Regions from separate parts of the Sus scrofa genome. Here region 2 is linked to region 1. Evidence: chromatin contacts called from public targeted proximity ligation data. All regions are on one chromosome and are shown on one strand. The core of a region is the stretch at or near the end of the contact, and the rest is flanking DNA. Distances in the headings are between cores, read along the strand shown. Region 1 overlaps TTC7A (tetratricopeptide repeat protein 7A). Region 2 has its middle 79 kb from the start of EPCAM.

Region 1 (3,572 bases), core at 679-3,178:
GTTTTGGGGCAGGGCTGCGGTGAACCACTTCAGCGTTTGCAGGGCAGCTGGGCAGCGGGTGTGTATGTAGCCATGGCAACGGGGTGGAGGGGGAGAAGGGGCAGAAAAAAGCAAGGGGGCCGTCCACGCGGTAGGAATTCATGTGCAGCTCAGGAGCCAGAGCAGCCTTCAGTCTCTCTGGGGGCTTCAAGCCCCTGCCCAGGGCGCCCTGGCTGTGCCCCTCCCTCCTCTGCTGGGCTCACCCCGCTTAGGCTGCTTAATACCTCTAGCCCCATCAGCAGCCTGCCTTGAACCAGTCTCAGCCACACTCTTTCTCTTCCACCACTGCAGTGTCTTCACAAGGAAATCTTCCAGATCAAGTGCAGTGACAGACATAAATTACACAGACACTACATGTTCTTAACACCAGACTCCTGACTCGCCTTGGAAGGAGGGCAGGTTGTCGTCCTACACTTTCCCCTGCAAAACCCCCCACTCCTACCACTGGGGGTGCACTTAATCCCAAGCAGGGCTCAGCAGCTGTCCCTGTCCCTAGTCTTGGGCTCTCTGCTGTCCTCCCAGGGGCAGCCTCCCCATACTGAGGGACATTTGCCCCAGGCCTCTGGCCAGCCAGGAAAGGAAAAGCCAAAGAAAAGCCAAACATGCTCCACCTCATCCCCCCACGATTCAGCATGACCCATTGTCTTTGGGCCTCTCCATCCATGAAGCAAACATGGGGCCTCGAGAAAACACCCACAAGGAACACCTCCATTCCCTAAAGCCGGCCAGCCCATGTGAAACTCCTCAGGCAGGGTGGTTCTGGCTCAAATAGCCATTCCTTATGCGTGTGCCATGCGTTTTAGGAGCTGAGTTACCACGGCCGGCATCTCGTCTGGCCTCACAGTAACCCCACAGAGGGGCGGGATGAAATCACGGATGCCCCTTTTGCAGATGGGGAAACCGAGCCCCAGGGGATGAACACACTTGTGCAAGGTCCCCAGGAATTAAGACTGAACCCTCCGGCGGCCAGTCCAGGGCAGCTTCCGCTGCCCTGAGTACCTGCAGCCTCCTGGGCCTCCTCTGCCAGCCCCATTTCTGACAACGCTGGCTGCAGGGCCCTGGACGGCACTGACCTTCACTTTGCCCAGCCTCGTCTCTCCTCTCTGATCCTGCAAACAAACAGGGTAGGAGGAGGGAACCAACTTGCGGAGCACTTTCTAAGTGGTATCTCATAATACAACGACCAGCTCCTGTTCTATTGTCCGATTTTATAGATGAGAAAACCGAGGCCCAGACAGACCAGGGAGGCTCCCTGAGGCATACAAACAGGGGGTTCAGGACCCTGACTAGAACACAGACATTCTGACTTCACTCTGGCTCTTCCCTTGCCTCTAAGTGCCTCCGTTCATGCCACCAGAGGCCTGGGATGGCTCTGCCTAGGGAAGCACCAAAGCAAAACATAAGGCTGGGCTTTCTCATTCAGGCACCAGATGCTGCTTCTCTGCGGAGAACAAGCCCCTTGGACATGTGTCCAGGGCTCTGCTCAGCCCTGTCCTTGGAGACTGCCTCTGATCTGGTCAAGAACCAGCCTCAGGGTCTGCCACTCACCCCCCAACAACCATCACCCCAGGAAGAAGCCTCCTGGCGGCATCTGGCATGGGGCTTGCCCCTCCCTGGAGGATGCTGTCAGAGCCTGCCCGTGCTGTCACTTGTCCCCCACCAGCAGACATAATTATCACCAGATCTCCAGCTGCCAGTCTACAGAGCCAAGAAATAACATGCTGTGATGTGTCCCACCCTCCCAGGGTCCCTGGCCAGCCCCATGCCAGGCCCTGCTCCCCTGTGCCTTGGGCTCCTGAAGCAGAAATCATCCCACCAGTGAGGGCACAAGGCTCTCCCACCTCTACTGTCCCCAGTGACCTGAGCTGGCAGCGCTAACTGACCCTTTTCCTTTGCAGCACAGCAGGGCCTCATGTTAGAGCAAACCGGGTGCCAGAAGCTAGAACAACCTGTGCTCATCCGCCAAGTCCCAAATGGAATCAAGCCCAGGAAGCTTTTTTTTTTTTTTTTTTTTTTTTTAAATCAAATGGCATCCTCAAACCAATTTTCCTCCCAACCAGACCTGAACCCAAATGTTTTCTAAAATGACTGAGTCATGGAGTTCCTGTCGTGGCGCAGCGGAAACAAATCCGACTAGGAATGAGGTTTGGTCCCTGGCCTCATTCAGTGGGCTAAGGATCTGGCGTTGCCATGAGCTATGGTGTAGGTCGCAGACGCGGCTTGGATCTGGTGTTGCTGTGGTTGTGGTGTAGGCCGGCAGCTGTAGCTCCAATTAGACCCCTGGCCTGGGAACCTCCATGTGCCGCAGATGCAATCCTAAAAAGACAAAAGACAAATAAAATGACTGAGTCAGAACCAAGTATTTAACAGGATGAAATGAATACGCACTGAACATCCACAATGTACCAGGCATTTTCACATTCATTTCCTTATGCCAGCCACCCCATCACTGCAAGAGAGACCTGATTCAGGAGAGACCCTATTTGCTCCATTTTACCGATGAGAAAGCTGAGGATCAGGGAGGTAAGGAACGTGCCCAGGCTAGACAGGTTGTGAATGGCCAAGTCAAGATTCAAATCACTGGATGCCTGCCCTTGGCCTTGGAGGTCAGTCTGTTAATCTGCAGGATGCCAAGGCCCAGAGGCTCACCACCCACCCAGCCTCACTCGAGCTGAGCCTTGGTGTCCTTTCAGTTGCCAAGCACCAGCACTAACTTCTCCTCTGGCTAATGAAACAAGGCCCCAAGGATTCAGTTTGTTGTAGCACCTATTTTTTATGCCTTAGATCAAGATTTCAGATAGGAGTTCCCCAGTGGTCTAGTGGTTATGATCAGGTGCTTTCACCACTGTGGCCCAGGTTCAATCCCTGGTCTGGGACCTAAGACCCCACATCAAGCCCAGCACACTATGGTCATAAAATGAAGAATAAAAATAAATTTAAAAAATAAGGAGTTCCTGTCATGGCTCAGTGCAAACGAATCTGATTAGCATTCATGAGGACACAGGTTTGATCCCTGGCCTCTCTAAGGGGGTTAATGATCCAGTGTTGCTGTGAGCTGTGATGTAGGTCACAGATGTGGCTCAGATCCGGCGTTGCTGTGGCTGTGGCACAGGCCAGCAGCTGCAACCCTGATTTGACTCCTAGCCTGGGACTTGGATATGCTGCAGGTGCGGCCCTAAAAGACAAAAAAAAAAAAAAAAAAGAAAAGAAAAATTAGAAATGGCAGAATCCTGTACCTCCTGGCTACCCAACTGAGAAAATCAGGCTGATTTTGATACACGGTTCTTTTGAAAATGAAACTACGCATGTGGGTTTCATCAGGTTGAAATATTTCCTTCTGAGTTGGGGACCAAGAGTTCCTCCATGTCCCTAGACACACACACACTCCACTAGGTGGGGGGACATCTGGGACAAGGGCTATGATTTAGCTGTTTGTCATCGTATCTCCAGCGCCGAGCGGCTGGCAGACTGTCGCTGCTCAGACTAAACTGGATAGATGGGGAGATGTGTAGGTGGGTAGGCGGGTGGGCATT
Region 2 (3,572 bases), core at 356-2,855, 260 kb before region 1:
GCTGAGGTGTGGGTCGCAGATGCAGCTCGGATCCCGTGTTGCTGTGGCTCTGGTGTAGGCCGGTGGCTGCAGCTCCGATTCGACCCCTAGCCTGGGAACCTCCATATGCCACCGGAGCAGCCCAAGAAATGGCAAAAAGACAAATAAATAAATAAATAAACAAAGAGAGACCTGCAGGAGGTGAGGGAGTGGGTCACGTAGCAATCTGGGGAACCAGCATTCCAGGGAGAGGAAATAGCCAAGTGTCAAAATGCAGGGTGAATAGGCAAGTGTCAAAAAGGGTGAGAGTGTGTCTGATGAGTTTAAGGGACAGCAGCAAAGAGGCCAATATGGCCGTAGTGGCAAGTGAGGGGAAGAGCTGTTAGGAGAGGAGCTCTGAGAAATTAGTAAGCAAAAAAAAAATTATATATATATACATATATACACACACACATATATGTCACAGGTGTGGCCCCGAAAAGCAAAAGAAAGAAAGAAAGAAAGAAAGAAAGAAAGAAAGAAAGAAAGAAAGAAAGAAAGAAAGAAAGAAAGAAAGAAAGAAATTAGTAAGCAGCGGGGCCCAGAGCACCTTGAACCTTCAAGCCAGGATGGAAGCTTCAGTTTTTACCCCAAGGGAGATGGGGAGCTATTGCAAGGATTTGAGAAGAGAGACCATCTAACTTAAATTTATGAGCATTCATGATCTTATGGGACTCCTGGCTACTCTCTGGAAAACAGACTGTCCATGGTGGATGCTCATGAAGGCCATATGTAACATGGGACCAGATGCAAATGGTCCTTGAGGACAGCATGAGCTTATCCTTGATTGGTCAGGAAATCGGCTCGTTTGTTCTCTTTAGATTATATTCTTCTTCTCCTTTAGAGAAGTGCCACAGCTGATGAGGGTTTTCTGGCCCTAATCATTGAATGAGCCTGGAGAAACCAGACAGAACTCATGGGAAATAAACCAAGAAGGTGGCCTGCTCAACTGAAAGATACCAACTTTGCCTGTAACCATATATACCCCTAAAAGTCAAGGCAGACTTCCTGGAGGAGGGGGCCTCAACTATCCAGCGATTAATAAAAGGCAAAGCATGGCAGGAGAAACTAGCCTTTCACAGTCCCAGCACTGCCGCAATACGACTGCTGGCTCTGAGTCACCTTCAGGATGGCCCTGGCAAATGAGCACTAATAAAAAGCTTGGCTGAGACAAGGAATCAACGACTTTGACTACCTCCTCCTTCCAAGACCCTCCCCAGGCATATCTGGTAAATCCTCAGCGTTAAACTATCCAATAAAAGTTGCGGATGTCAGCACTCCACCCCTCCAAAGAATGGAATCTCTAACGGTAGAATTTCAAGCACCTGGTAAGGCCAGCTCCTAACATTCTTTAGGCTAGGGCACTTCCGGGAGCGCCTCTATTTCTATGACAAAAAAGGCTCCGCTTCCCACCTTCTTTTTCCAGGAAGGAGCGCAGAGACTGCAGACACGCGGAGAGAGGCCTGAGCGGGCGGCGAGGTTCCCGGGGTGTGCCAGCCGCCCGCGGGGTCCGGGTCCCCGCACGCAGGGGCGGCGGCCGCGCGTGCAGCGGAGGCCGGCGCTCGGCAGGGGGCGCATAGGACCCGCTCGGCGCGCCGGAGTCTGGCCTCCCCCTCCTCCCTCGTGGTCGATTCCGCTCCCCATAGCCCACAGCCCCACCGCCCAAGCGCTCGCCCAGCCTCTGGGCGTGTGCAGGCGTCCTAGGGAAGCGCCTTCCCAGGCCATCCTTCAGCCATCCTCTGCTCCCTTCCCCCGCCGCCCAGCCCTGTTTCCGGTTGTACCACCCCCTCCATAGGCCAACCCCCTTTTCCCGCAATTCCTTCTTTTCCAGGTGTGGCCGGCGCGGGCGCGGAGGTCTGGCTAGGCTGTGACCGGAGGACTTGGGCCTGGGAGTAGAGGTTTTGTGGAAAGAAGCTGCAGGTGACAGATCAGAGCCAACTTCCCCCCACACCCGGTCCTCGCCCTTGACCCGCTTGGCCCCAAATCTTGGGGCTGGGCGCTTGAGCCAAGAGTAGTGTCCTGGGCCTGGGAAAGGAGGGAAGGTGTCTGTTCTCTTTACCTGTTTGTCTGTGCGGGGCCTGGTTGGGACCAGTCAATATTTGAATGAATGAAAAAGAAAGAAATGGATTTTGTTATTCTTACCAGTTATTTTTATTATGCTATATAAAATATTTAATGGTATATAAGGCTTTCTTCTTTATAAATTTTAGTTGCATAATACACACAATTTTAATATAATGCTAATTTTTAAAGAAAAATTGAAATGTAATAGATAATACTAAATAATAAACATGAAAGCCATACAAAATGGGATAAAGTATAGAATAAATTTCCTATTTGTCTCAGCATATTTTCCATTCCACTTCTCCATAGGGAGTCACTTAATATGTTTCTTAAGATCCATGATATAATAATCAGTGTGAATGTAATTGTTTAAATATATGTATTTTATTCTGTAAAAAAAAAAAAAAAAAGAAAAAAAGAAAGAAAGAAAGAAAGAAATGGAAAGTCAGTCTCTCTGCCCAAGACTTGGCTCTGGCTGGCTCTGGGCTGGCACATGACCTCTCAGCAAGATTGACCACTTACCTTGTTCCTTACCTGTCTGTCTCCCCAAGACTATCTTTCCACACCTCACAGCATTCATTTCACCTCCCTTTGCTGCTCAAATACCCTCACTAGCCTCTGATCCAAATTTCTTCTCCTCTTGAATTCAAAGCTTCTACAGTCTTGCCACACAACATACTTAGGATGCATGTATGCGCTTCTGCTTGAATCTGCTCTCCAGCTACACTAAATCTACTCATGTTTTTCTGAACCTAACTTGACCTGGTTTTCCTCTTAGGAGTGGCCCTTCCCCTTTGCCCCTATGGCAACACCATTTCCATTGCCTCCAAATCTTTCTCTTCCTTCAGGGTCCTGCCTCAAACTCTATTCCTTTCGTTCACGAAGCAGTCCCTCACTTTTTCAGCCCAGAGTAAGTTTTCTCAGCTCTGTCCTCCTATATAGGATACACTCCTTGGCCCTTTTTTGATACCAGTTATCTGTGGTGCTTTGTCATATAGTAGTTATGTACCTATCCTTTCTCTCCCACTAAATTGTAAACTTTTGGGAGTTCCCATTGTGGCTCAGTGGAAACGAATCCATGAGGATTCAGGTTCGATCCCTGGCCTCGCTCAGTGGGTTAAGGATCCGCCATTGCTGTGAGCTGTGGTGTAGGTCACAGAAGCTGCTTGGATCTGGCGTGGCTGTGGGTATGGTGTAGGCTGATGGCTATAGCTCCGAGTGGACCCCTAGACTGGAAACCTCTATCTGCCACAGGTGCAGCCCTAAAAAGACAGAAAAAAAAAATGTAAACTTTTGGAAGACAGGGTCCAAATCTTATTTATCTTTCTCCTGCTTCATTTCATTGCACATTTATTGAGCATCTATCACATACCAGGCATAGAGTTTAGCACATATGATCCCCAAATAGTCTAGGACACAATCCCCCCCAATGAAGTTGGGGAGAAAAAAAGACATATGGGGCTTGAGAAAAAGTAGAGGGTGTGGCTCTG

Evidence for each region.
Region 2: a contact with region 1 is called in a targeted proximity ligation map of skeletal muscle. A contact is called at or near these places in 2 of 47 Hi-C or Micro-C datasets (fetal skeletal muscle and retroperitoneal adipose tissue) and 2 of 2 datasets of targeted methods (alveolar macrophages and skeletal muscle).

What each region holds. Positions count from the first base shown.
Region 1 is chr3:93,527,408-93,530,979 of Sscrofa11.1, forward strand. All of the region lies in intron 8 of TTC7A (tetratricopeptide repeat protein 7A), which reads right to left. Among named protein-coding and RNA genes, the nearest start is that of TTC7A, 63 kb to the right of the region's middle.
Region 2 is chr3:93,262,831-93,266,402 of Sscrofa11.1, forward strand. No RefSeq gene overlaps it. Among named protein-coding and RNA genes, the nearest start is that of EPCAM, 79 kb to the left of the region's middle.